2 separate regions of the Mus musculus genome follow, and region 2 is linked to region 1. The links are chromatin contacts, called in public promoter capture Hi-C maps. All regions are on one chromosome and are shown on one strand. Each heading gives the region's core, a stretch centred on a gene start, on an enhancer-like site or on the middle of the called end of the contact. The rest is flanking DNA. Distances are from core to core; before and after follow the strand shown. Region 1 holds the start of Rnf122 (ring finger protein 122). Region 2 has its middle 16 kb from the start of Gm26578.

Evidence for each region. Promoter capture Hi-C pulls out the DNA fragments that hold promoters and counts their contacts.
Region 2: a contact with region 1 is called in a promoter capture Hi-C map of liver, with 2.5 times the contacts expected there. The contact joins the enhancer-like site here to the promoter of Rnf122 in region 1. A contact is called at or near these places in 11 of 39 promoter capture datasets (the 3T3-L1 cell line, 3T3-L1-derived adipocytes, the C10 cell line and 7 more), 1 of 15 datasets of contacts at CTCF or cohesin (stem cell-derived epiblast-like cells), 23 of 484 Hi-C or Micro-C datasets (3T3-L1-derived adipocytes, the C2C12 cell line, the HPC-7 cell line and 13 more), 9 of 115 datasets of contacts at active chromatin or transcription factors (astrocytes, embryonic forebrain, embryonic limb bud and 5 more) and 1 of 9 other capture datasets (embryonic stem cells).

What each region holds. Positions count from the first base shown.
Region 1 is chr8:31,110,551-31,113,126 of GRCm38.p6, reverse strand. It overlaps Rnf122 (ring finger protein 122), which reads right to left and starts at 1,300. Exons shown (of 6, transcript NM_001368375.1): 1 at 955-1,300. The coding sequence starts at 979.
Region 2 is chr8:31,992,531-31,995,106 of GRCm38.p6, reverse strand. It overlaps a transcript of Nrg1 not described here. Among named protein-coding and RNA genes, the nearest start is that of Gm26578, 16 kb to the left of the region's middle. Within about 2 kb of position 1,271, at least 33 of the 459 cell types and tissues checked have an H3K27ac peak or open chromatin away from gene starts, as enhancers often do. A contact at or near this core is called in the C2C12 cell line, astrocytes, embryonic fibroblasts and 1 more, where this site is marked.

The DNA of each region.
Region 1 (2,576 bases), core at 51-2,550:
AGTCCAAGATCATGCAGAAGTCTACTTAAGAATGGATTTTTCACAAGCAACCAGACTGCCATACCAAAAAACTTAAAAAAAAAAAAGTTAGCTTCTTTCCACCTCGCCAACTTGCCTAGAAAAAGTGATCAAGATTTTGGGTACTTCTGGGGGAAGGGTGGGTGGTATTAACATCGAAGACTTGGCTCAGAAAGATCCAACAGGTAGCCTAGACAGGAAATCCAGACCCGCTTTCTAACCTGTAACACCTGAGCTGCCCCAAAGCCTCAGATGAACTAATTTAGCATCATCACGCGGTGGGGTGTGGGAAGCGGTTGGTGGTGGGTGGCTGGCTGTGCTGGAAGGTACCGTCACCACCTAGGCTGAAAGCAGACCCCAGGGTCTGGCCTTATTGCCAGAAAGCAAAGCTTTTGCCAGGCCAGCCCTGAGCTGGGGGCCCAGCTTTCTTTCTGCAAGGCTTTATCTATTCAGTAAAGCGACGCTCTTTTAATCCAGCGTCTGGCCCCTAGGAGCCAGTGAAAACCAACAAAGAAAAAGAAAGTCACCCCGCGCCTTGTCCCGCACGCTGCACTGTATACATATTTAAAATAGCCTGCAAAGTTTCAGAACCGGAACTTGAGCTCCCTCTAGGAGATCCTAGCCCGAGCGCGGATTTAATTCTCCAACCACCACAACAAAGAACAGAGTTTGAGAGCGCACAAAGGCAGGCGAAGGGGTAGAAGAGATGGACCGCCATACAAAGGCCGGGAAGACTCGGCTCACACGCCCCTGGCCCTCCACTCGCTTCCAGACCCCCTTTATTCCCAACAAAGTGAATGGGATCTTTCTAACTGCGCGCTGTGCAGAGCCCAGCAGGGCGCCAGGACGCCTTCTGGGCCGTCCCAGACACCGGGAAACTCGGCTCAGGACCTGAACCTGCGCGGTCCCTGTTCTCCCACCGGTCCAGGGACTCACCGTTACACCACTGGAATGGGTGCATCAATGAAGTCAAGGTCGGCTTCCGGGAGCAAACCGAGGCAAGGTGTTGGAGCTGGAGGGGCTGTGCACTGAGACCGCCGGGATGGAGATGCAACTCCCGGAGGAGTGGAGTCAAGGGTTACAGAGAGGCCGGTTTGCAGAGCAACAAAGAGGGCAGAGGAGGAAGCAAAGTCTTTTCGGAGCGAAGCCCTACCGAGGGCCCGGGCCGGGAGGGCAGCCGAGAGAGCCGGGATGCCCGGCCGAGAAGGCAGTAGCCAGGACACGAAGCCGGGCTTGGGTCCCACTGCGCTGAGCAGTGCGCGCTGGGATTCCGAAAACTGACACCGCACGGCTCACACCCCCCTCCCTAGGACTGCTCCCTCCCGGGAGCCCGCCCCCTTTTCGTCACCTGCCCTCCGGCCAATGGGAGCCTTTCTCCTGCCCTGGGGTATTATTTACAAGCCAGTTTACCCTCTGGACAGGGGAGCTTTTTTCTGGGTAGATTCCTACCCCGCCTCCTAGCCAGACCTGGGGAGTCCCTAGCCTGCAGAACGGCGTGAGAGGCGACGCCTGCAGGGGGCGAAGATCGCCGCCTCCTAGGACCCGGGCGGGGAGGGCTATGGTGGTGGAATGACACGAGGATTAGTGCCACTTTTGTTTTCCGCCTACAGATCCGTGTCTGTCTCGAATTTCTATAGCTCTGTAGAAGGCAGTCCTGGGAGTTGGTTCCACTTGTCCTTCGCCTTTAGACCTGGTTATGCGTGGCAGCTAGCGCATTCCCAGACCCACCGCGAAAGGAGAGAACTGAGGCAAAGAGGGCAAAGCAGATGAAACTCAAAACTCCATCTTCAAAGGGCTATTGTTCTCACATCACTTCAGGACAGAGCCTTCTTTTACAAACAAGAATAAGGCCTAAAGCTGAAGGCCATACCGTGCCAGGATTCCAATCTCCTAGACTGTGGCGAAAACCCGGAAACTGGCTTTGTCAATGGCCGGGACAGGGGTCTTGCTTCGGTGTTGAATGGACAGGGGATGAAGGGGGGGGGGGATCTCAAATCTCCATGTAGTATTATTTATTTTGGATGACATTGCATAGTTTATTTTATATGTTTATTATTTTGCTAATGGAAAGCTATTTGGTCCTAACTGACCTCCAACTCCAGAGATCTGCCCTCCTCTGTCTCCAGGGTGCTAGGATGAAAGGCCTGTGCCACCATACTCAGGCTTGTTTATGTATGCTTTTGTTTATCTTTCCACTTAAAAGAAAGTATTACCATCAGTGCATAGAGTATCATTGAAAGTACCCCGGTGCAAGGCGCCACAGCCACGTTCAGAAGCAGTGTGTTGAGTAGACCCACAAATAAGCAAGCAAAACGGCCTGCTCTTCCTTTGTCAGGACTTATCATCCCACTATTGATTTGTTGGAACTGAGTCTCTGGCCCCTGAGCGAGCTAATGCATGCGAATGAATGTTTTGCCATTTCCAAGCACAGTCGTTAAAGTATCAAATATCCTGACCTGCATCTCAGGGCTGCTGGAACAAATGCAATCTTCTTATCTCTGGGGATGGTCGGATAGTCTCCAAATCCAGAAGGCCTTTGTGGACGGTGATTGTGGTGT
Region 2 (2,576 bases), core at 22-2,521, 880 kb before region 1:
AGTTAGCAGGGTTCCTCCATGGATTGTACTTAAGTTCCCGCCTTCTGGCTGACTTGGTGTTCCCTGATTGTGAACTGCAACCCATAAGGCAAATAAGCTCCTTCCTGCCCAAGTTGCTTTAGGTTATAGCTCTTTTACATCAATAGAAAAGGAAACGAATGCACTACTTTAACATGAAGTTCCTGTGGATGCCATCAGTCTTGAGGGTTAGTACTGGATGGTAACCTACACTGTCATCTGCTTGTGTTGTGATGGTGATGATGGTGATGGTGATGATGGTGATTTTTAGATAATGAAAATCTTTGTGTATAAGAACATAGATTCCAGAATTAGAACCCAGCTCTTTGGATTTCAGTACAGAGATTTTAATTATTATAATACTATGGCTTTAAAATCTAAGGTTAATTCTGGATATGAACTCACTGTCTAGTTCTTTGGGCATATTAGACTTTTAGAAAGAGGCATGGATCTCTGTGCTATTAAGCAACATCTTGGGAGACATCGCTGATATGATTTGACTTTAATACCAGCCCGTAAATTTAAGTCAACCACACCTTTGTATCTTCATGTTCCTTATTAAAGTTTCTTACACAGTACAGTGAGTTCCTTCTGAAAAGATGGCCATTAAGTCATAATGTCATAACATGGAAGATGATGGTATTAGGAGTGTACTTACGAATGGGGTTCCTCTGTGCTGTAAGTGTAAGCCGCCAGAATGCTCTGAAAGCCCTTCATGCAGGAGACCCTCAGATTGAGAAAGGGATGTCTGGGCAGGTGATGGCACATTGAGTCACCCTTGGGAATGTTAACTACTGATCAGCCTCTGATATATGTGCCATTTACTGCCAACATCCCAGTGGTCAGAGACCTTGTACTCTATTACTGGTTTTGTAAAGTAAACGTTCAGTTTTTACCGGGTGGATTTATTATTTATTTTAGGAGTTATGTTGTCGCTACTACCACTATCATCATCACCATCATTATCATCATTGGAAAAACTTAGTAAGGATTAGAGGTGCAATAAATTTTTGCTGTACTTATTGACTTCTGGTCACTTGTATTTGGCTAGCATACCAATAAAGAAGACTCGGCATATTGTAGGCTTTGCCTGGGCCTCAAATGGAATTTTCCCAAGGACTGGAGGGGATAAGTCTTCAGGTTGGGGCTTCACAGGAGCCTGGCACTCTGGGTTGGAGCCCAGGGAGGAGCTTTGCCTTGAGGATAATGCAGCTCCTTTGAGGCTAGTAGAGACACATAAGGTCTGCTGACTCATGCTCAGCCAGCTTCCTTAATGAGGGAATGAAACAGTGGCTGGAGCAGGACCGAAGAGTCCATTGGGAGTGCATCCAAGGAACCGAGAGGACAGCGACTGCTTTCCAAACTTGCGCAGGGTGAAAGCATTTCTGGGTCACACACAGGAAGTGCTTCTGGACCTGGGCTGATAGTACTAGAGGGTGAAAGCCTTGTCAGTGAGTGTGAGTGTGTGCATGTTCATGCATCTGTGTGTGTGTATGTGCACATGTGTGTGTGTGCATGTGTGTCTCTGTGTGTGTACATGCATCTATGTGTGTGTGAGACACAGAGAGACAAACAGACAGAGAGACAGAGACAGAGTGATAGAGACAGACATATGGAGAGAGACAGAAAGACAGAGACACAGATCTATAAACAAACTTCTCCTGGGTGGAAGAGGAGGGAGCCTTCGTCAAGGAGGCCCCTATGATGGCACAGATAGGCCACTGTTCTAGGCAGCCTCTCTCTAGAGGGAGACAGACTATGTTTCTGTGATTTTAGCCATCATTTACATATTTAGACACTGTTCCCTTCTCTAGTAACTAACAAGTAAAAATCTTAGATGTAGCAGACTCTGATTTTAGTAGGTCAGTGGTCTCTAGTCTCATGTGGTATGCTCCCGAGACATTACCAACTGGAGTCTTTGGTAGTCAGTATCTTTTGGGGATGCTAAAAAATTAGTTGAAAATGACTGCTTTAAAGATCTAGGCAAATAATAAATTGGTGCTATGGGGAAAACAATTTACCTCCCATGGAATAACTGTTGGTGTGTGATACAGTAATGAAGCGCAATTCAACTTAGGGACCACCTCGGTTATTGATGTATGTGAATAATTTAGAGAAAAATGGAAAATAAATATTGTTAATATATCATAAAGTGTATATACTATATGATCCAGAAGTCATTTTAGAGAAGTTCTCCATGGAAATTGGGTACTGCCTGTGAATTGTAGCTCCTCGGCTACCCTTAATTTACTAATTCTTTCCAGGCATGCTATAGAGATAGAGCTTTATGGAATGTATGCCCTGCTGAACCCTGAGAATACACTAAGATGGAAAAACTATAGCCCAGGAAGTACCCTTGATGAACTACATTTTAGTAGCAATTAGTTTTATAATGCTGGTACTAGAATCCAGCTCTAATATATAACAACTGTATGCTTTAACCAAGAGTTTCGTCCTAAGACCCAAGAAAGTAAGTATCTTGGATTTTGCCTGCCTTCCTTCCTTCCTTCCTTCCTTCCTTCCTTCCTTCCTTCCTTCCTTCCTTCCTTCCTTCCTTC